Linked DNA regions of Mus musculus: regions 2, 3 and 4 are each linked to region 1. Evidence: chromatin contacts called from public Hi-C and HiChIP or PLAC-seq data. All regions are on one chromosome and are shown on one strand. The core of a region is the stretch at or near the end of the contact, and the rest is flanking DNA. Distances in the headings are between cores, read along the strand shown. Region 1 overlaps Rfx4 (regulatory factor X, 4 (influences HLA class II expression)). Region 2 has its middle 40 kb from the start of Gm34633. Region 3 overlaps Polr3b (polymerase (RNA) III (DNA directed) polypeptide B). Region 4 overlaps Polr3b (polymerase (RNA) III (DNA directed) polypeptide B).

Evidence for each region. A called contact is a pair of places that touch in the nucleus more often than the background predicts. HiChIP or PLAC-seq counts read pairs in DNA pulled down with a chosen protein or histone mark.
Region 2: a contact with region 1 is called in a Hi-C map of liver, with 2.4 times the contacts expected there. The contact joins two enhancer-like sites. A contact is called at or near these places in 3 of 484 Hi-C or Micro-C datasets (Sertoli cells, liver and nephron progenitors) and 4 of 115 datasets of contacts at active chromatin or transcription factors (bone marrow-derived macrophages, embryonic hindbrain, embryonic stem cells and 1 more).
Region 3: a FOXA1 HiChIP or PLAC-seq map of pancreatic cancer cells shows a contact between it and region 1. The contact joins two enhancer-like sites. A contact is called at or near these places in 1 of 15 datasets of contacts at CTCF or cohesin (CD8 T cells), 1 of 484 Hi-C or Micro-C datasets (olfactory sensory neurons) and 2 of 115 datasets of contacts at active chromatin or transcription factors (bone marrow-derived macrophages and pancreatic cancer cells).
Region 4: an H3K4me3 HiChIP or PLAC-seq map of bone marrow-derived macrophages shows a contact between it and region 1, with 2.9 times the contacts expected there. The contact joins two enhancer-like sites. A contact is called at or near these places in 5 of 484 Hi-C or Micro-C datasets (the HPC-7 cell line, embryonic stem cells, nephron progenitors and 1 more), 4 of 115 datasets of contacts at active chromatin or transcription factors (bone marrow-derived macrophages, memory CD8 T cells and stem cell-derived neural progenitor cells) and 1 of 9 other capture datasets (liver).

What each region holds. Positions count from the first base shown.
Region 1 is chr10:84,885,065-84,890,950 of GRCm38.p6, reverse strand. All of the region lies in intron 15 of Rfx4 (regulatory factor X, 4 (influences HLA class II expression)), which reads right to left. Among named protein-coding and RNA genes, the nearest start is that of Gm40728, 25 kb to the right of the region's middle. Within about 2 kb of position 4,545, at least 72 of the 459 cell types and tissues checked have an H3K27ac peak or open chromatin away from gene starts, as enhancers often do. A contact at or near this core is called in bone marrow-derived macrophages, liver and pancreatic cancer cells, where this site is marked.
Region 2 is chr10:85,040,942-85,046,820 of GRCm38.p6, reverse strand. No RefSeq gene overlaps it. Among named protein-coding and RNA genes, the nearest start is that of Gm34633, 40 kb to the right of the region's middle. Within about 2 kb of position 1,935, at least 52 of the 459 cell types and tissues checked have an H3K27ac peak or open chromatin away from gene starts, as enhancers often do. A contact at or near this core is called in liver, where this site is marked.
Region 3 is chr10:84,723,946-84,729,348 of GRCm38.p6, reverse strand. Polr3b (polymerase (RNA) III (DNA directed) polypeptide B) reads right to left here. Exons shown (of 28, transcript NM_027423.2): 28 at 2,171-3,698. The coding sequence ends at 3,569. Among named protein-coding and RNA genes, the nearest start is that of Rfx4, 29 kb to the left of the region's middle. Within about 2 kb of position 1,763, at least 43 of the 459 cell types and tissues checked have an H3K27ac peak or open chromatin away from gene starts, as enhancers often do. A contact at or near this core is called in pancreatic cancer cells, where this site is marked.
Region 4 is chr10:84,635,969-84,641,888 of GRCm38.p6, reverse strand. It overlaps Polr3b (polymerase (RNA) III (DNA directed) polypeptide B), which reads right to left. Exons shown (of 28, transcript NM_027423.2): 8 at 3,717-3,834; 9 at 2,039-2,147. Among named protein-coding and RNA genes, the nearest start is that of Gm17249, 16 kb to the right of the region's middle. Within about 2 kb of position 1,853, at least 19 of the 459 cell types and tissues checked have an H3K27ac peak or open chromatin away from gene starts, as enhancers often do. A contact at or near this core is called in bone marrow-derived macrophages, where this site is marked.

The sequences.
Region 1 (5,886 bases), core at 3,296-5,795:
ACCCAGGCTGCTTTCAAACTCCCAATCCCACTGCCCCAGACTCCCTACTGCTCAAAGGACTTGTAGAATATAGTCTGGGTCTTAAGGTTCATGTGTTAAAAGCTTGATCCCTAGATGTTTAAGAGACAGGGCCTAGTGAAGGGTGTTAGGTCATCGAGGGCATGCCATGAAGGGAACTGTGGGAGTCTGGCCCTCTCTTCCCTCATTTCCACTGCCTGGCCCTGAGGTGAGAAGTTTTGTTTCACCATGGGCTTCAGCCATGATGTGCCACGCCAAGCCCAGAGCAGGAGGGCATACTTAAGACCTTCAAAACCGAGCCAGAGTAAACTTTGTTGTTGTAAACATTGTCTCAGTTACTTGTTACAGTAATGAAAGACTAGCTGCGAGGGATGAAATGCTTAACTACGGCTATGAGACTGCCAGGTACGGCACACTTCTAAACAGTATGTTTCTGTGACGTCGCTGGTGCCCTTCCATCTGCATTTCATGTCTGTTGTGTTCTTCCCACTGAGACAGTGGTGTCACGGGTTGGTTGTTAGGAATCACTCATAGACTGCACAACGATCAGAAGAGAAAACTCTCCAAATGATCACATCTCAGGTGACCGCTGAGGTGTGGCTCCCTTCTCTATGCTGAGGTGCTGAGAAGATGGCTCTATGGGTCAAGTGCTCCCTGTGCACGTGTGATGGCTGAGTGCAGATGTTTAGAATGGATGTAAAAAGCTGGGAGTGACTCTCCGTGTGTGTGTGTGTGTGTGTGTGTGTGTGTGTGAAGGAGCTCATTGGTCAGCGAGCTCCAGGGTCAGAGAGAGACCTTTCTTAAAAAACAAGGTAAAGAACAACACACCCCTCTGGCCACATGTGCATGAATGTATAAATGCACCTAAACACGCATGATCATGTACTCACATATAGAACCTACACACACACACACACATACACACACACATAAACACACACACACACACACACAGACACACACAAGCCCACAAAAATTGAGGAGATTATAGAACTCTTACAATGTAAAAATTTTCCCTTTTTATCAAAATGGATTATTTCTGGGTGGGAAGGTTGGCAATTTTTAAATTTTTTTTGTTTTGTTCTGTGTTTTTCTATAATGAATGCAAAGTGCTTCTGTCAGAATACATAAAATATAAATAGATTTACTACCAGAATTGTAATGGGAGGGGGTGGGATTTGAATAATGAGCCAGTCACAACAAGCAAGTACTTAACCCTTCAAGCCCTGGGACCTAAGGGGAGTGGCCTAGGTCTGTGGCTATTTAAAGGACAATCAAGAAAGACAGAGGTTCCCTTCCCACCCCTACTCCACCACCACCACCCCTACCACTGCAAGCAGTAGGTAGACCTCAGGGGATCTCCATCACCTGAGGGGATGCAGCAGAAGTGTAACTTTGGTTTGAACCCCTGGAACCCAGCAACTGTACTGTGGCCCCAACATAGGGCCTGCTAAGTAGTAGGTGTTCAGTAAATTTTGATTCCATTGAATTTGTTTTTGACGGAGCCCAGGCTGGCAGGAATAGCCATTATCAAACAAAAAGCTAGTAGAGCCCCTGGGAAAATGGGCCCCTGTGGTCCAGGGAACAAAACCTCCAAATGGCCATGTGCCAGCAATCTAATGCATCCACTCAGGCAGCCTTAAGCAGATTAACACCTACTGGCTTGGGTGAGAAGCAGTTTCTGCCTGGGGAGCAGAGAGAACATCTCAGATCCCAGCTCCTGGGTGGGGGACCTCCAGTGAGAAGCGCTGCCTCAATGGCTTTAAGGGACACTAATAAAGCGAAAGCTGACAGGGGCCCAAATGCTCTTGGATGTGTAGGTTAAACAACAACGGGACTTCCCCATTTGCTAATTCCCATATTTCCATCTGTTTCTCCAGCTTCACGCCATTCACACAACCCCAGTGCGTTCCAAGGTCTGAGGATGGTGCAGTGGCTGGGCTCCTGGTCCGTCAGGAGTCTTTAAAAGTCCCCTTTATTAAAGGGCACTTGATGGCTGCTTTATAGTGTTGAAACTGCAATAAGGGATCATTTTCTCCCCATCCCCAAAAGAACATTCTTCCTCAAGGTGGTTTTCATTTTCTATGGGGTTTGCAAGCACAGGACAGAGTACGCTTGGAAAAGAAAGACAGTCAAAAATTTCTTGAATTAGTGAATGTTCTTCCAACAGAAACCAGAACGCAACCATGTCTCTTTCCCCACACTGTCTCGGTTAAATCTCCCCAGCAGGGTTGTGGGGGCCTCCCTTTTCTGTGTTGTTTTCCTTTGCTGAGAGACAGGGTCTCCTATCCTGGACTGGCCTTGAACACAGGGACTTCCTTTCTTCAGCCTCAGCCTCAAATTCAATCCCAAGTACTGGGACATGTTACCACCACAACCAGACTTGCCAGCATCCTTTGTCATGAGGGGACTGAGTCCTAAAAAGTGAAGGAACTCGCTCAGGTTAGGTGCATAGCTGGATGTTGAGTGCAGACTGCCCCCGCTCCAGAGCTTTTCCAAGGCAACCAACCATACTTGCCACTGGAGATCTCTGGAGATAGTAAAATGCAGACCCTGAGCCCCGGGTCAGCAGCAGGACATTTACTGTAGTAAGAGTCTCAAAAATGACAATGGCGTCGGTCCACGGACTGAGCCCCAAGAAGCAAAGGTCTGTAACGCATTGCTTCCTGTCATATATCCTGCTTAAAATAAAGTTGTGCTGGGGATTGAAGCCACATCCTAAGCAAGCACCCTACCCCAGAGTAACACCCGCCCCCCAGAAGTAGTGAGATCCTGCTGGCTACTTGTGTAAACTGGCCCGACTTCCCCAACTGTCCAGCTATATACCTTCTTCGGATTTTGGATAAGCCTTTCCCCTACCTGAACATCTCACCTAAGCCTTTGCTTTCGATTTCTCAGGAATAAACTCTGGTGAACAGGGGGAGAATCTAGAACTCGCTGCCCCTGGCCCCAGCCACCAGCCACCTGCAGCTGTTCAGACTTCAGTTATGGAAATTAAATGCAGTGACAAGTTCAGGTCCTTATTTGAACTGGCTGCAATGGTGGTTAGCGCTTACTGTGTCGGACAGCTTGGATTTTAGTTTAAAGCTTGTATAAACCGCGTGTGGATATTTTGTTTGGCCACGAGTTTTATGCATAGGGACTGGAGTTAGAGAATGTCATGTGGGGCTGGGAACCAAACCCAGATTCTCTGGAAGAGCATCCAGTGTTCTTAACGCTTGAGTCATCTCTCTAGCCCTGACGGACAAATTTTGGAGTTTGTTTTGTTTATGTTTGTTTTTAACTACTATAATCAAAAAAAGTTCTATTTGGATAGTGTTGTTTTCTGAGATCCTTAACAATACCTTTCTTATAACCTTCAAGACTGAGACAGAAAGATTGTGTGTGTACGTGGTGACGCACGCCTTTAATCCCAGCACTCAGGAGGCAGAGACAGGCGGATTTCTGAGTTCGAGGCCAGCCTGGTCTACAGAGTGAGTTCCAGGACAGCCAGGGAAATACAGAGAAACCCTGTCTCAAAAAACAAAAAAACAAACAAAAAAACAACAACAAAAAAAGATTGTGTGTGTAGATCTGCCTCTCCCTCTATCAGTACGCATCCATGGCCACCTCAGGCTGGGGATAGCTGTGTTTAAGGAGCGTGCCCACTGGCATGGGAAGCCTGGTCTGTTTTATGTTGCTGCACTAATAATACTAATAGCTCCATGCTCAGCATCAGACAGACCAAACTGACCAGGGCAACAAATGAACCCATTCCCAGAAGGGCATGATGGCTTTCTCTCTTGGTGCCTGTTCCTTACACACCACAGCCAGTCCTTAATACACCAGGCTCTTTCTGCCTAGGGCCTGTGCGCACGATGTCCTTGTTGGCCCTCCCCAACTCCTACATAGTCAGCTCCTTGTGGTTGGCCATTTCTGTGACAGACATCACTGTCCACCAAGCTGGGCAGTCTCCGGGTTACACTTTTTCCATACCTCATTATTCTTTCCACTCACACCTCTTATGGCCATCCGGAGTTACATATTTACCTGGCCGTTTAGTTCTACATTAACTCTTACCCACTGAAGCTAAGTACCACCAACGGCAGTGACTGTATCTGTTTTGTCTTGTCTCCACTTCTGTACCTCCAAGGCTGGGCGCAGGCGAAACACAGAATCTGCGCTTAGCACAGTAACAATTGAATAGCAAACGGAGGGAAAGGTCTGTGTGATGGATCAAGTGAAATCAAAGCATGCCTGAAACGATCTTATTTTTTCCTGTCCTGATTCATTTCTCCTAATTCTGTTCCTTTAAAGAGGAGGAAGGAGCTATGACGGAGTGGGGAGGAAGTCACTGTAAATGAGTCACCAACCAGTGCCCACCATTGGTAGCTGCTTGGCTTAGTCCGCCTCAGTGTGGCTGAGCTTTTGTTACTGGGAGAGTCTCGGGGTCAGTTATCTTTGTGACAGCCTCAGCTGCTGCAGAGAAAGTGCAGCTGGGCAGGCCAGATGTTCTACAGTCAGGGCCATTTGGGAGGAATCCCCCTGTTTCATCAGGCATCCGAACTTCCCAGTGATTGGATGTGCTGGGTTTGTGTTGCAGGGAACCTGGGTGGGAAGCTGAAAACACTAGCTTAATAATTAACTTTTTATTGTCAGTGCCAAAGCGGGAACACTTACAATGACATCATAAATGGGGCTTTTAGAGCCCTGTGGTGGCCCGCCCAGACAGAGTCTGAGCTTAACATTTTGTTTTAAATGACATTAAAGAATTGCAGCCCAATGTCATGTTAAATAGACTGATCCATTTGACACCACCTACTAGGTCCACGAGGGAGAAAAAAAGCTCCTTTCCCCTAAGTTTCTGAACTTTGCCTGACCAGGAGGGAGGGGGCAGGCCGGCAAAGTTCCCAAAGTTCCGGGTGGGCAGATGACAAATGCCAGGTTTTACCTGGTGAAAATCTGTGGTTGTGGAGTCCTGTAACTGGTCTCTCACCATGTGTTGCCCAAAGGCAGCTTTAGTAAACCACTCTAGTCTGGCTTTGAGCAGCCTCAGGTTTCGGTGCCTGTTCCTATCTTTTCCTTACCTCCTCCACTTGTTTAAAACTGATAGCACTGTCTTAAGAGAACATATTTACAAATATGTCTGCATGGACATGGACTGAGACATGGACATGATTAAGTAGAGAAACTGTCGTCCTTGAGAGTTATAACTGTGCAGCTGTCTTTCCCAGCTGTCAGAGGATGCCACAGGGTTATATGCCAGGGACTAATACTTTATGCTAGGAAGTGTCCATCCAATAGGAGACGGTAGCTCGATGAAAAGGCTCATCTGGCTGGCCTTGACTCTGAGGTCAAACCTAATAATACATCATTGGGTCAGTGATACTCAGAATATGTCTGAGATCCAACAAAGTAACTAGGTCACATGCAATTTCACTTAAGGTTGGGGGTAGGGATAGGAAACTTTGTTAGCCAAAGTTTGCTTATTTCACATCCATTGATTTTTTTTTTCTTGCTATCTGCTTTGGGTTTGTTGTTGAACTTTACTTGTAATTGTGAGTGTGTGTGTGCACGTGGGCACGTGTGTCCACCAGAAGAGGGTAATGTATCCCTTGGAGTGGGAGTTACAGGTTGTGAGCTGCCTGGTGTAGGTGCTAGGTTTGTTGTCAGTGTTGTTGAGCAAAGTCTTCTGTAGCCCAGGCTAGCCTCAAGCTTACTAGGTTGCACAGGATGACCGTGAACTTATGATCCTGCCTCCCACCTCTTGAGTTCTGTGATTACAGAGGTGTGCCAACATTCAAAGTTTATGCTAGGAACTGAACCAAGACATCATGAATGCTAACCAAGGAACCCCTTTACCACTTAAGTTACATTTTCAGCCCCTAT
Region 2 (5,879 bases), core at 686-3,185, 160 kb before region 1:
CAACAGGTGGCAGTGTCTCATGATTTCTTCACAACGGTTGAGCCAACCAAGCAGGCAAATCGCACTTTGGTGTTAGCGTTTACTTCAATACCTTTAATGTATGGAAACCTGCGGGTGACATAAAAACAAAGAGCACAACCTATCCCTTTGTCAGGACAGAGCTGGGGAAAGATGCAGGGAGAGAAGTCTGTGCACATAACATCACATTTAATTTGAATTCTGCTGCTCGAGCAGATGTAAAACACAGCTGAAGATACTTGCTACTTTGAATGGAGATTTCATTGGGGGAGGGGAGGGCTCACCTCATAGACTTATACAGTAAACATTGATGGCCCTCAGTGTGCAGATCTCCTTTCCTGCCCCACTTTTAAAACATTCTCTATTTGACAAAAGCAGCAACATAGCCTCACTATCTTATTATGATCTCAAATCCAAACCATTTATTCATTCGTTCATGATAGAAATAGTTCCAAGTCCTGAGGTCGGGGACCCCTAAGAAAGAGTTAGGGGAAGGACTGAAGGAGCTGAAGGGGAGGGCAACCCCATAGGAAGACCAACAGTGCCAACTAACCCAGACACCTGGGAGCTCCCAGAGACTAAACCACCAACCAAAGAGCATACACGGGCTGGTCCAAGCCCCCTGCACATATGTAGCAGAGGACTGCCTTGTCTGGCCTCAGTGGGAGAGGATGTGCCTAATCCTGTAGAGACTTGATGCCCTAAGGAAGGGGGATCATGGGGGAAGGGGAGGTGTGGGTGAGGGAGGGTGTGGGTGGGTGGAAGAGTACTCTCTCAGAGGCAAAGAGGAGGGTGAAGAACTCGGGAGGGGAGACCAGGAAGCGGGGGCAACATTTGGAATGTAAATAAATAAAATAGTTTAATTTTAAAAAAAGAAATAGTTCCAGGTCAAATTGCATATGATTATTTAACTATTCTTCTTAATGTTCCCTAGCATTCTTTTTTAACGTGTTTCTTATTCGTTCTACCCAATACTGATTTTATTAAGGTATAGGTGCATGTATCCTGTGCTTTGACCATGGTCGTTCCCTCTCTTTCCTCCCTAGGGTTCCCATTCGCTCCTCAACTATCATGCCCTGTATATTATCTTCGTGACTACTTTTTTTCAGCGCATAAGTGTTTGTTTGTATATTTATTCCCGTTGCTCGGAATGTATTTAAGAGCTTAGAAGATGTGCACATATCCAGTGAAGTTAGTGTTCCTGCTGTCACCCCTCCACCGAGACCCGCTTGGAGTGCCTCAGAAAGATCTAGATGCTAATAAACCCAGGCAGACTGCTAGAGGGCAGTAGAAGCGCGTGCTGCTTTTAGTCCCCGACCAGCTCCGGATCAAGGCAGGCTCTTCCCTCCCATTTCAAAAGGGAAGGCCGAGACCCCTCCAGAAGGAAAGGCAGCAGCCATCAAGTTTACCTGACCAGTTACTCAAACAATCTAAAAGCAGAATTGCATGCAGATCACCTGCTTTTTAATGATTTAATATTTACGGCATTTTTTTTTTTACATATAGGTACATTGGAAATTTTTTTAATGTTTTGTGTAAAAGCTTTTTGTTTTGTTTTGTTTTTGTTTGTTTGTTTGTTTGGAAAATGACAATTCAAAAGAAGGAGGATGCAAATAAGTGTCTTTCTGTTTCCCACTCAGTTCTGCTGCTGGAGAGAAACTGCTCACCAAGTCCCAAGACCCAGAGATAGTTGAACTAAATGCAGGCTGACTTCTGGTGCCCTGTCTGCGGTGCAAGCGGGGGTGGGGAGCAGGCGGGCAGAATTCACGCACAGAATCTAGAGTAATGTGAACAAAAGCGTGAACGCTGTTGACCCCAGGCAAACGTCTCCATCACCCACCCACCCAGCCGTGCTCCCCAAAAGGAAATCTACAAAGGTTTCTACGCTCTGAAGTGCCCCCCCCTTCTTCTTCCTGTTGATTTAACAGATCCGAAACCCTACCAGCGGCACCCACAGTATCGATCTTGGTAAATCCTGCCTTCTGAAGCTGTCCCTGGTGTAATTAAATTACTGTAAATACAATTAGAAAGTCCCTCTAGGTGGTCTGTGTGACACTAGCCCCAAAGGAATTGTCTTGAAATATCTGAATCCAAAGTAAAGAGGAAAGTGGCGGAATCCCCTTAATCTTTGGGGCCAGTCCTTTGAGGATTTGTGGCTGTGAAATAACCGGAGGCTGGGGGGAGAGGGGGTTAGGCATAGCCAGCGGCACTTTCAGGAGACATTTTTTTCTGTACCCGGGCCTTCAGGGTCAGTGTGGGGGCTCCGGTCTCCACTGCCAGCTTCCTGCCCCCTCCCCTTGTCTTCTTTCCGAGGCCTGACCAGTGATTTGCAATTCGCTTTCATTCTGGCTGAGCAGGGTCCTGGCCAACTTCGCATCCAGCACTTGTGCACAGGGTTGGGAGCTGTTGCTATGTGGTCCACGTGTGTTGCTCAACAAGCTTAAACTTTGCCTAGCCCGTGCTAAACTAATTTGCGTCAATTTGTCTACATCATGCCAACAATCGTTCTGAATAGGGCATACAAGGCTGTTGAGAAAGGGCCTGGGACCAGATGCCGCCGGCCATTCTGCCGAGCCTCGAGATCTCTAGTTCTTCTCCATGGTTTCGTCATATCCTAGTGACAATGTTAGTTTTTCCACTGTGGAGTTAAAACTTTTTTTTTTTTTTAAACAAAAGACACTGCCTATACAACAGGCAATCCAACCGATTTTTTTTTTTTTGTAAGAAAGAAACTGTTGACACACTGTTTCCTAACAACCCCCTACCCTCAGTTTTAAAGAAGCAAAGAGTGTGAAGTTTTAAAGAAAACGTTTATGCAGCTGTGACCAGGTACTATACAAACTGTCCTTCTTTTAGACTAAAACTGTAAGCCTAAAAGCCGATTGCTTTTTACAGAAAGATAATTTTAAAATAAGAAAATAATTAGCACTTATGCCTACAGACAGTCAGACAATACAGGATAGCCAAAGCCGTTTGTAGTAAAAAGAGTTCTCGTGAAAGATTTGTTTTATTGTTTGAGGCAGGGTCTCACCCATAGCTCAGGCTGATCTGGAACTCACTGTATGTAGCCCATTTTGGCCTTGAAATCACTTTGATTCTCCTGCCTCAGACTCCCAGGTGTTGGAATTAGAGGCATGGACTATCACATTCAGCGCAAAAATAATATTTTTAGAGACTTACTTTCTTTTTAATTGCGTGTGTGGCTGTATCTGTGTGTGGGCATGCGCACGTGTGTGTAGGTTCCCTCGGGCGCTAGAGCAGGGCTTCAGACCCTCGGGAGCTGGAGTCACAGAGGTCGTGAGTTCATCAACAAGGCTGCTGGAAAACAAACCCTGCCTCTCTGCAAGAGCTGTTTGAACTCTTAACTCCTGAGCCAGCTCTTTTTTTTTTTTAATTTATTTTATTTTTATTATATGTAAGTACACTGTAGCTGTCTTCAGACACTCCAGAAGAGGGAGTCAGATCTCATTAAGGATGGTTGTGAGCCACCATGTGGTTGCTGGGATTTGAACTCAGGACCTTCGGAAGAGCAGTTGGGTGCTCTTACCCACTGAGCCATCTCTCCAGCCCCAAGCCAGCTCTTAAAACCCAGGAATACTTCTTTCTACATAGCCACGGCTGTCCTGCAACACACTGTAGACGAGGCTGGCCTTGAACTCACAGAGATCCACCTACCTCTGCCTCTGGAGTGCTGAGACTAAAGACCCAATGGCCCCCAAGAAACGCTTTTAATGTAGAAGAACTTTCTGTTCGTTGTTTTTTTTAAGCTTAGCCTACAATGCCTCTCCTTGCGTTACCACCCTGTCACACACACACACACACACACACACACACTATGAATCTAAAATATTTCCTTAGAAAATTGATAAATGTTCAAGTGCATTTAATTTAATGAGTGATTATTGAGCAACTACTATGCACCCAACACTTTTTGAAACCCCAGCCGGCAGCTGCTCCTTCTTTCTTTCACAGTGACCACCAGTAGTGCTGTGAATCCAAGCTGTGGCCAGCTCCACAGGGCCACCCTTCAGGCCTCAGACATGCATTGTCATGACAGGTTAGGATTGGGGAAGGGACTGCACAGACCCTAGAGCAGAGCATGCAGTACTCTGGACTCCCTGGGGTCCTGAGGAACATGCCTCTTCAATCCTGTGTATTCCTGCCTTCTGGGCAGGGACTGCAAAGGGATTCCTTCTACCTGGGCCAGGGTAAGTGGAGCTGGCTTGTGGCTTGGCTAAGCATAGCAGGTTAGAGAATATAAGGGATCTTGGAGCTGCCATGGGAGCAATGGTGGGCTCCAGCAAGCCTGTGAGGTGATAAAAAGTAGGACGCAGACACTGCATAGCCTTACCCAGCCTCTGCCAGGCACCTGCAGGCCAGAGTTGTTTTGTGTTTTTGTTGTTGTTGTTTTGCTTTGCTTTGCTTTGCTTTGCTTTGGCAGGTGAGCAGAAGTGAAGAGAACAGGGCTTCCAGAATGACATGAGCTGACATCTGGGGAGACACAGGACATGGGGCAGGGGCACAAGCCACAGTGTATGGTCTCAGTGTGTGTGAACCCGCCAGCAAGTGACAGGAGAGACTTCGTGCTGAAGTGCTGCTTTGCAGCCCTATGTCCAGAGTTTGGTATGTTCCAGGCACTGTGAATGAGACTGGGCAATGTTCTGCACCAGATGGAGAGTGGGCTCTTTTCACAGGGTGGCCACTGAAGTCTAGTGAAGGGGCCTACCTTCACTACCTGGGAGCTTGGCAGAGCTGGGCATGGAGCCTGAATGGTGGCTCTGTGGGGCAGCAAGGACAGTGTCCCCACAAAGCAGACTGTACAGCCTGGAAGTCACAATGTTCCTCTCTTGGGGATGACCCACCACACCTACAACTCCTGAGGCCCCAGATCTGCAGCTCAAAGATCACATTTTCCAAAACAGACTGGGTAGGGAGCCTCATGTAGGGAGTGTGTTTTAGATACCCAAGTAGTACCATGTTCAGGACAATTCCATGGCTTCAGTAAGCTGCAGGGGGATTATGGTGATGGGGATTGTCTGGAAATCTGAGAGTAAACATCAAAGTGTGCTTTCCATTTATGTATGCTTTCTCTGTATTTGGTTGTTTTACAGACTTCATCATCAATATTATTAATCATGTGAGAGTATTATCCCACTTCACACTACCACCACCACCACCACCACCATCATCACCATCTTCACCACCACCATCATCATCACTACCATCACCACCAACATCACCATTGCCACCATCATCACCATCATCATCATCACCATCACCACCATCATCACCATCACCATCACCACCACCACTACCACTTGAAATAAGGTCTCACTATGTTGCCCAGATTAGCCTTGGAGTTTTTTGGATCAAACACTCTCCATCTCCTGAACAGTTGTGTCTGGCTCCAGCTCATAGTTGAGGAAAGACTGAGAAGTTAGGAGAAATATGGCTGCTAGCTCAAGCTTTATATCCCTGAGGTTCAAACTCTGCTCCAGTGTTAAACCAAAATTCTTCCCTCAGGGTTGGGCTTTCCATAAAAGCAGCTGGGAGAATATAATGTGTACACAGCAGAGCTTGTCTATGTGGTGTGTATACATGCACACATATGTGCTTGTGTGGCTGCCAGATGTGAGTGTTAGATGTCTTCATCACTTTCTACCTCATCTGTGTGTATACATGTGTATATATGTGTGTGCATGTACGTGTATGTGTGTGTGTGCATGTGCATGTGTATATGTATATGCATGTGTGTGCATTTGTGCATATATGTGCATGTGTGCATGTGAGCATGTATATGTGCATGCATGCATGCATGTGCATGTATGTGCATGTGTGTGTGCATGCATGTGTGCAAGTGT
Region 3 (5,403 bases), core at 514-3,013, 160 kb after region 1:
CTACATAGTGTTTGAGGCCTGACTGGACTGCATGAGGTACCACCAAAGGCCACAAAGAACCAATGAAATATGTAATCTATGGGGGCTCTCCCGTGAGAGGACTGATAACTTTACATGCAGTAGCAAATCCTTTTCTTCACCACCTGGTATTCTACTGCGGGAACATACTGTAACTTACAGTATTGTTACTGGGCAGGGGTTTTGTAAAACCAGGGGCTGTGACATAGCAGCTGGATACATTTGGTGTACTCTGACCACACACTCACAAACCCACACACATACAACCCACTCCTACACACCACACCCCACTTCCCACTGGCTACACATCTAGGATTGTTGCTTTGGTGTCTAGGCGTTTCCCACATTTCTACCTGTGCTGTGATGAACTATTTGGAACACTTTGCGAGGTACAAAGGGCCGGGCAGTTTCCTCAGCTTTTGGACGCTGAAGCCCTGTCTGTGTGCTGAATTCTGAGAACAGATACTTTAAGGAATAGTGATAGCAGACGGGTGGAATGCTAAGCCAGTGGGACAGGAGTCCTTATGGGGGTGCACCAAAGAAAAGCCACCTGAGGGCTCATCGGGGGTGGGCTGACAGACAGCATCCTGCAGACTGGGGTGGACTCTGAACTTTGGTAACTAAGGAAACACATCTATCATCTGAGCCACCCTCCTGTGGCTCAGAGCAGCCAGAGCTAACCCATCCAGGGGACAGTGGAACCCCCAAGGGACTCGGCAGGCTTTCTTCCTGCGTGGCATGTCAGCCTGTCCAGTTGGGTGCCTTGGCAACAGCTGAGACTCTGTCTTTGCAGCCCGTTGACTCTGCTGAAGTGTCACCCACCATAACGGTGGGTGAGAACTTCACCCTATGTCACTCCACATCCATTAAAATCCTTCAGGGAAAAACGTCACAGATTGCCTGTCAGAATTACCCACCCTTACTATAAATAGGATCTAATTGGTAGTTGTTAAAGCAATGGACTTAGAATAACTTATAAAAAACATACCTGCCATAGATTAGGGAATTGTGGCCTTTTTGGTGTAAGTGCTGGGCACAGAACTGGGGTACTAGGCGAGTGACCCACCACTGAGCTGCATCCCCGCTCCCACTGTGTCCTTCCACTAAAGTTCATAGACATACAGCTATTCAAGTGTGGTCTCTGCTAGTTTCAAAACTACCTAGCTGCTCCCTTTCCTGACATCTTGGTTTAGATCCAATGGCTCGTAAGTGATTTGCATGTGAAGAACTGTGAATTCCTCTATCAGAGGTGCTGGGCTGGAGAGATGGCTCAAAGGTTAAGAACACTGACTGCTCTTCCAGAGGTCCTGAGTTCAATTCCCAGCAACCACATGGTGGCTCACTACCATCTATAAGGAGATTTGACTCCCTCCTCTGGTGTGTCTGAAGACAGTGACAGGTGCTAACTCTCCAGATGATCACAACTGCCTGGGATGGCTGAAACTGTTCATCTACAGGAAACTCAACACTCAGTGGAATCTGAATTTCTAAGAAGGACCACTGTCGTCGAACCATGGATTAAGCCACACAGGCCCGAGGTTTTGTAGCTCTTGCCCCCTTGTGGTAGTGTTGTGCGGGGTGGGGTTGTGGTTGGGGCTTGGCTACTCTGCCTCAGTTTCTTCAGTTGTGATAGGTAGCTAATCACCCAGAGAAGTGCTTAAAGATCTTGAGTGTATGTCAGTGTTCGTGGGTGTTCCTGTGGTCTGACCACAGGCTGGGGCCACCTCTCCTGGACTGTGTTCCACCAAGAACATACACACCCTGTTCCTGGAACCTCCAACATAGGGCATCGTACAGAGTGCTGAGCAGATGTCCTGCTGCCTGTACCCAGAACACTGCCTTGCTCCTTGAATGATGTGAAGGGCCTGGGGCTGCAGGGTTATCAACCGTTGATGGATTTGGTAGACTCAGGCAAGGTCACCTAAGAAAAAGGTCCTTCTGACGGCCCAACAGGCACACGGCACAAGGACACACACACACACCTCAGTACAGTAATCCGGAGGCCCGTCAGTAAGGACAGCGGGGGTGGCAGATCTGGTAAGGGATGACCAACCCTGCAGGGAGGATGTGGACGCCTCCTCTGACTCACAATGCCCATGAGTCTCTGAAGATGCACGGAAGGCTGCCCACTCACATCACCTCTCAGACTGAGTACCGTTCTGACTGCCACATCTTTATTGTGAAGAAAACAAACAGGGTTGAGTCTTTAAGTCGTGACTCATCCGGATGAGCCTGGAGTGAGATCTGCAAAGTCCTCGCACTCCCTCCTCAGCCTCATCCGCACACTCAATGCTGCTGGGGCACACTCTCTCTCTGAACACTTCTCCATATAAACATTTATCTGGAGCCAGGGCACAACAGTTAAGAACAAACTGAGAGAGTGGACAGCTAACTTTCTGGTAGCAATGGAAAGGTAGGAAATGAGTGACCAGGGGCCCATGGATTAGACCTAGGTATCCTGCAGGTTCAAAAGAAGTAGGAGGAGAGTCTTAAAAGGTAGACTTCACAGATCACATTCCATCAAGATCGATGTCTGAGCAAGCTCTGACTCACAATGTGACAGCAGACTGTGACTGCTGGTCTTTCAGAGTCACAAATGTCACTTGCTGTCCTCTGAGAGAAAGTTTACTTCTTCCCACCTCAGCAAAAGTTGTGCCCACACATCTACCCATTCTTTGGATGTGTGTGTGGAGGCCAGAGGGACACTGGGGTCCTCCTCAGTCACTGTTCACACTAGCCCTTGACACAGGGGTCCCTCATTGAACCTGAATTGCACTGACTGGTTATGCCAGCTGGTCAGAAAGCGCCAGGGGTCAGTCTGTCTGCTCCCCACCCCCACCCCCTCAGTATCTGACTTTTACAGGGGTGCTAGGTGCCACACCCAGCCCTTACATGGGTTGTTGGGGGGTGAACTCAGGTCATACTTATGCAACAGGCCCTTGACTGAGCTAACTTCTCAGTCCCAATTCAAACAATTCTTTACCTCCTCCACATCTGATGAGAACCCAGGATTCTGTTAGCTAGAAGACCTCAGAGGAAATTTAAAGGAAGAAGGTTTTTCTAACAAGTACAGTTTAAAACATAATAACATAAACAAACCAGATATGCTTGGCTCATATCCATGATTCCAGCACTTGTGGGAGACAAAGGCAGGAGAATTGAGGTGAGTTCAAATCCCACCTGGGATAGAGTGAGACTCCCACTCAACACAAACAAACAAACAACAAAATTAATAGGCGTTGGTACTCTCTCTAGCTTGTGTCCATCTGTGTGTGACTCCACTCAGTGCTGTGCGGGGCCCAGCACCTCCTATGGCTTCAGGCTCCAGATCAAGGGTGTCAAGCCAGCCTCTGGACCTCAGACAGCTGCTGCTGCTGCTCCTCTTCCTCCTCTCCTTCATTCTCTTCCTCCTCCTCTCCTTCTTCCTCTTCTTCCTCCTCCTCCTCTGCCTCCTCCGTGAAGCAGAATGAGCACAGAAGTCACCGAGAGCCCCCTGCCTCAGGCTGTACAGGCCGTCGGCCGACTGCACCCTCGTGAGCACCGCACAGCCTTACTCGTTGTACTTGGCCAGTTTCAGCCTGGGGATGATGTTCATGGACTGTAACTCCTGGAAGAGCAGCTTGCAGGCATACGGGATGCGGAGGGAGGACACGTGGCACGAAGATTTGCAGTAGTGGCACCTGAAACCCAAGTCAACATGCATCAGAGGGACAGGAACGAAGGCCTGCACAAGGGCCTGCTACGCTTCCCCTCCCATCGCTGTCAGGCACAGACTGATGGCTCAGAAAACTAAAGGAACATGGGTGCATGCAAAGTCAGGAGTGATGCAAGGCAGTCCTTGTAGTTTAGAAGTATGCAACTGGAGTCCATGAACTATACATTTCTAGAAGGTTCTCTTCCTAAGGGAAAATACTTGCTTATACACTGTTCTGAGAAGTCAGATCATTGGGAACTGAGGTGCCTCACTGCTGGGTGAGTTTCCTGCTGACTCAACACCCCCATATGCTCGGGGTATCTCTGTATTGTATTATTCTCTGCAACATGACCAACAAAAACATTTAGTACCCACTACTGAGGCACTTACAGCCTGATGGACAAGAAGCCTTTTATATAGGAGAGGTGGTGTCCTCAGGACCCGCCTGTCAGCGTCTATCAGTGAGCTGCCCCTGTAAAAACCTGAGGAATACATACTACACGTCCATACACACAAACATTCGCAGTCAACCCTGCCTGGGCTCCAAGCAAAGTGCTAGCTGCACACGTCAGATTCTTCTTCCTTCTTTCCAGAGGGGCCACAAACTGTCTCAGTCCTAATCTACAGAAGGTCCCTTGTGGAGAAAGTGAATTATTTTTCCAGGGTTTACAGTAAACATAAGATCTCACTCAGATCACAGCAAGGCTATTAAGGAGATCACAAAGTGGGGGACTCCTTGAGTGCCCAGTGGGCAGCTGGTTCTTATCCAGGACCTTTATACAGAAGAGCATTACACAGTCATCCAAAAGACAGCACAGGCGCGTAGTCACGGAAATGGGAGATGTTCTGGACACACACTGGAAGGAAAAACTCCAGTCAGCTCTCAGATGGATTCCCAAGGCCTGAAACACATGCAAGTTTGAAGACTTCTGAAAATGCAAAAGTAAAGAGGGGACTGGAGCGATGGCTCAGTGTTTGAAAACAGTGCTCTTCCAGAGGACCTGCACGTGACTTCCAACAAGGCTGGTGGCTCACACCCATCTATAACTCTATTCCCATGGAATCTGACATCCTCTTCAGGCCTCCACAGGCACCAGGCATGCACATATGTACATAGGCATACATGCAGGCAGAAATATCCATACACATTAAAAAGAGAGAGAAAGAAACAAGGGGCAGGTGAGATGGCTCAGTGCGTTCGTCAACAAGTCTGAGGCATTTTATACCTGGGTCCTACCTGATACAAGGGGAGAATCAAGACTAACAAATTATCCTCTGACCTAAGGACCCTCTGGCATTTGCATGTTAATACACATATACAAATATTATGAATAACTGTAAAAAGAAAAGAATGTGTTTATTTAGGTTGATGTGGTGGCACATTCCCACAGTCCTGTAAGTTCAGCAACTGGGAGACAGAGGCACGAGAATCTTAAGTTCAAGGACCGTGTAGGCTGCATGAGGTTTTTGTTTTAAGGTTCATACTTGGATGGTCTTTTTTTCTCAGAATCTTGTAAGGGCGTATGATTTTAAAAGTAGGTAAAAATAAGAGGCTGGGCGGTGGTGGCGCACATCTGTAATCCTAGCACTTCGGAGCCAGAGGCAGGTGGATTTCTGAGTTTGAGGCCAGCCTGGTCTACAAAGTGAGTTTCAGGACAGGCAGGGCTATACAGAGAAACCCTGTCTCGAAA
Region 4 (5,920 bases), core at 604-3,103, 250 kb after region 1:
AGATCATATACTTTCTGTGTAATTAACACTCTTAGTCTAAAAACAGAAATGCTATTCACATTCAAAAACTTTGGGGGAAAAAAAAAGTCCCATGGATACATGGAGACATACTGCCCTCTGCTGAAGATATAATTCGAAGCTGGCAAATAACATTTCTCCATCATTGTGTATGTACATGAGACACTTTGGGAGCTGTAGGATTCCTCTAAGAAAAGCCATCACACAGACTTGTTATATTATAATACACACACACACACACACACACACACACACACACACACAAACACACACACAATTCCTTCTGTGCGTGAACATCCAAACTTCAAAGAAAGGAAGACAGCAGACATGTGTGAGACTCTCTGGACTACTGATGAAATGGTCCTCTGACTATCACTGTCACCTGGTAAAGAAAATTAATGACTCAATCCTTTCTAAAACTCAGAAGCATATTAAGCTAAACATAAAAAATATCCCACAGAATCACTTTCATATGACTGCATCTCAAATACAGTTATTTCTCAAGTTAAAGAACCTGTCTAGTCAGCATCCAGTCCATACCTGAGAATGACCAAGGGCAGAGCCCATCGGAAACTACAAACCAGACTTGAAGTCGGATTCCCTGACTCTCATGCTCTCTGGGAACATCTTTCTTTAGTAGAGGCTCAGTCTCTTGTTACCCCAAATGATTTTCCGTTTTAACCAGCTTACTGCCACTGCTGGAGATTTCTGCCTGCTGATAGAAGGGATTTCTACTATAAAGCAACTATGGCTCAGGAATGCTAAGTCCTAAAGTGAACCGGAAGGGCGGCCACCGAGCAGTGCTAGTGTCTAGGATCATTTGGCATGCTGTGCTGAGCCTCCTGAGACCATCTGGGCTCTTGATCAGCCAAGCTAGTCATCAAGCTCCACGCTATACACATGTACACCTCACACATGGTAAGTGGCCACAGGAGCTCTCCGAGAACAGCATCAATTCAGCATTTCTACAGGAAACTGCTTTTCAGGTTCTAAGCCAACACTTCGAACAAACTTTTAAGCATCTAGTTGTATAGTAAAGATACCAGTTTATTTAGAGACAAGAGAATCTAGAAGTCTATAAGAATGAACAGATCTAGAATGTCCTGGATAGAGCCTACAGATGTCCCTGTGACATGTCAGGGCACGTTTGTAACATCAAGGGCTCTCATGGCCATGCACAGTCTGTCCCGACACACAACTTGATGGGACTTAGAAGCTACCCGGAGACAGGCTTCTGGACATGCTGGGGGACCGTCTTGATTAGACTACTGAGGTGGCAAGACACAGCCACTCTAGGTGATGTCATTCCCTGGGCTGTGATCTCAGACTTCATGAAAAGGAGGAAGTGAACTGAGCAAACACATCTATCCTTCTGTTCCCTGACCATGGATGCAATGTGACCAGCTGCTTCAGGCTTCTGCCATTTTAATTTTCCTGCCATGATTAACTGTGAACCAAAATAAACCCTTTCTTCCTTCTTTTACTTTTGTCAGAGTCACGTTTGCATGTACAACGATCAGGCACATCCAAGATGTGAGTTACAAAGCCAAAAAAGAGCTAAGTGTAAAATAATGTGCACTGCATGCATCAACAAAACAGATCTATTTCTATTCATGAATATGCAAACTAGCTCCTGAAAGACTCATGGGAGACAGTAATAGGGTGGTGTTTGGTAGCACTGTCTGGTTAGGGAGAGGGTAGAGAAAGGCTTACTCATCACTACCTACCAAAATGCTAATTATGTATGAAAGAACACTAGGTCTGGTGAGATAGCTGGGCGGGTAAAGGTGCTACTGTCAGGCCTGATGAGTTCATCTGGAATCCACATGGTGGAAGAACTGACTTCTACAGATTGCCCTGTGGCCTCCACACATACACTGTGCACATTCACACATACATACATGTCAACACTTACATGAAGGCACAAAAAATAGATAAAATGTGATAAACATTTTGATTAATATAGAAACCAAACCAGAGGAATTCTGTGTAGTTTTCAGTAAGAGAGCTGCAGCTTTACCTTAAATATGATGACAATGGGGATATCTTCAGACAGGGTGTTGTGCCTCAGATAGAATCGACCCTGTTTCACGGCCATGTTGGTTCTGCTTTTCTTCTCATGGGTGGAGCTGTAAGTAAACAGACACGAGTTAAGCTGCACCCCTCCCCAGGAACTTCAACAGCAATGCTAGTTATCTAGTCAGGCACAGCTGCTCAGCAAATAAAACTGTCTCTAATTCATTAGCTCTAAAGATACACTCCCTCCTCCCTCCCTCCCTCCCTCCCTCCCTCCCTCCCTCCCTCCCTCCCTCCCTTCCTTCCTTTTCTTCTGGGAACACTTAAAAACACTACAACTATTTCATGTCATTTTCAAGATTATGGTGGGAATTTTGTGGATGGATGAGAAGGTTTCCTCCTTTGACCTAATTCGCCTTCCTTTGCCCTGTGTGCCTGGTTCGCTGGCTGGCCTTGAACTCCTGCTCCTCCTCCTGCCTCCTCAGAGCCAGTGCTAGGACTACAGCCACGTGCCTCTGTCCGGCTTGGAACACAACTCACAGTTATTCCACCTGAGTTACTGAGATTCATGATTACTTATTTTCAATCTCAAAATGGCCCAGGCCACTTTCTAAGAAGAAAATTTTAAAATTAGTAATCGAGAAAAGTTAACCACAGTACTGGCACAGAATGAAAGGTAAAGTTACCCTAATTTAGCTCGTTCTATAGGCGTCTCTGTTCTGAGATTCCTAACAGACTAGAAAGCACTCCAAAAGCTCTATTCAACCACAACAGTGGCAGATATTAACTGCCCACTCCACTGTTGCCATGTGACACACATGACAACACCTACTGAGGGCCCCTCTAAATCATGGGCGATGAAATCTAGAAGTTACATGACTACCTACTCCAGAGTCTCAGAGGCAGACAGATCTGTGAGTCTGAGGTCAGCCTGGTCTAAAAGCAAGTTCCAGGATAGTCAAGGCTGTTATATAGTGAAACCCTGTCCTGAAAAATCAGAACAAACAAACAAACAAAACCATGATGTACCAAAGAAAATGACTGGTTTCTACTAAGTCTTTGATTAAAGGCCATCATTGCTAACTGCCTCTCCACTAGAAAGAAACCTGTGGAACTCTGTGTTAACAGGTTCATCTCAGGCCACCACAAGATTAACTACTGCATGCCATGTCTCACCTATGCTATAATTTCCCGTCCTCACAGTCCTCAGGTTTCAAATCACATGAGAATAGAAGTTGTAAGAGCCCTACAGGCTGCCACTGCTTAGATTATGGGCACACTGGGAAAAAAGCCAGGCTGGGCAGCTAACACGGTACACCAACAAGTCCACGGTACAGCTCATTCAATATTATACATGGAACAGTCAGTCCTTGCTTACAAAAACCTGAAAACGAGTATGAAAACTCTGAAAAGTGCCTTGTTTGTCTTTTTCCTTGAAGTTTCTTTACTGCTATAACTTAATAAAGAACACAACTTAAATTAACTAGTGCCCTTCCAAACGCTGTTGCACATTTCCCTTGCTGAAATCTTAAAACCAATACTGTGTTTATAGACGCATCCACAATGAATTGTACACACACTGCCTGCTATGGAGAGAAATACCACCCTCTTCACATGAGATGGCAACCACCCACTATGCTAAAATGATGAGTATTTGGAAAAACCCCACCTGTTTCCCATACCTGGTAACTGAGGCTCCAACGGCTCCTTTCCTGTCGGCCTCCACAATGATCCTGTTCTTGGACAGCTGCTCTTGGATAAGAATGACTTTTTCCACTCCTTTAACAATGAAGTAGCCACCTGCCCAAGGGAAACAAGAAAAGCTCACCACCTCTTCCATACCCAATGCAAGTAGGTGAGGGCCAGGAGCGCCTGAGGGCCAGAGTACCAGTACAGATTGGCCCTGAACTGGCCCTCCCACCTCCCAAATCCTCAGACTACAGGTAAGTGCCTAGGATCATCACTGCAGGAACCAACAATCTTAATTCGATGGGCTGCTGGCATTGCTCTTTGAACTGATGACAGTATCAGGCACAGTTTTACAAAAAGAAACCGAAGCTGATACACCCTTTTAAGACAGAGAGTATATGACTGGTCTATTGCCCTGGTTAGTTTTGTTGTCAAGTTTACACACTGGGAAGACAGACCCTCAACTGATGAATTGCTTCCATCATACTGGCTTGTTGGGCATGCCTAGGGCATTATCTTGATTGCTAACTGACGTTAGCAGGGCTTACCCACTGTTCCCTAGACCTATGGGCCTGAGCCATAAGCAAGAGAGATGAACTAAGCCTGGGAGCAAGCCAGACAGCAGTGATCCCTCACGGTTCCTGCTTCAGTTCCTGGACTAGCTCCCCTCACTGAGGGATTGTGACTTGGAAGAGTAAGCTAACTAAATCCTTCCTCTTCAGGGTACTTTTGGCCCTGGCATTTATCCCAGCAACAGAAAAACCAACTAGGAAAGAAACCAGAGCCAGAAGTGGGGTGTCTCTGTGGTGGAACCGCCATGTTGGTTTACGGAAGGCAATGGTATTTGGAACTCTGGGTTCTAGATTGCGTGCTCAAAGATTAATAGATCATTCTGTGGAAGCCCGGAAGGTAAGGATACTGAAAACACAGACAATGGGGCCTGGCTTGTAAAGATACAGAGGGAAACAAAGACTCTGTGTTGTATTTTCCAGTAAGAATCTGCAGAAGTAAAACCTTCAGTGTTGGTTAGCAGGACTGAGAAACAGTTGTGCTTAATGAGAGGCCAGCATCACTGATGAGAAATCTGGGAAGTGTTTCCTCAGGGTCAGCACACAGAGGCTGCGGTCCAGAAGAACACGTGTTAATTCTAAGTCTTCCGGATGGTGCTGGTTGGGCAGCAGGACCGAGGCTTGGAAGTATGCACAAGTGCTCCAGTCCCTGCAGGGGAGGGTGAAGCCTCAGCTCAAGTGCAGACTCCAAGATACTGGAGATGCCGGTATCGTGGGACATACGCCAAGGATTGGGGCAGATGTTCAGTGAAGCTGGTCTGTGCCTAGGTGACAAGCTATGTGAGCTGCGATGACAGAACCAGAGAAATGGAGTTGTCCAAGCCTTCTGGACCAGAAGATCACATCTCAGATGTCAGATACTGAACTTTGTACACCGTTGGATTTGGATTGTGCTTTGATCTGATTACGACTGTGCCCTGTTCCTCCTTGGGAGAAGGAAACACGTAACTTGTTCGGGGCTTTACGGAAGCCCACACATTAAGCGAGCTGGTATTTTTAAAGAGACCCTGCACCTTTAAAGCACTGTGATTCTGAAGACTGTGGGGTTTCTTAAGATTGCACTGTATTTTATAATTATGATATTAACCCGAGATATGGGACAATCCAGAAAGGAAAAATTGTGCTTTAACCGTGATATGTTTGTATGTAACCGCGATATGTTTGGATGTCAAACTGACAAGAGGATCAAGTTAACACACTGGGAAGAGGGACCCTCAACTGAGGAACAGGCTTCATCAGACTTTCCTGCAGCATGTCTATGGGTCATTTTCTTGGTTGCTAATTGAAGTGGGAAGGCCCAGCCCATGTGGGCAGTACCTTCCTTAGCCAGGTGGGCCTGGGAGCAAGAAAAAGCGCCACTCTTTCACGGTTTCTGCTTGAGTTCCTGCCCTGGTTACCCTCAACGATAGATGGTGACCTGGAAGTATAAGCCAAATAAACCCTTCCCGCTCCAAGTGGCTTTTGATCAAGGTGTATCATGGTAACAGAAAAACAGTTTATACTATCCACATGTACACCAGACCGACATAAAAAGAAATGTATTAAACAGATGAATCTGTCCATCTCTTAAGTATAGGAATAACCTGGGATCATCAATGGAGATTAATACTTGCTCCAACTTTTCTAAC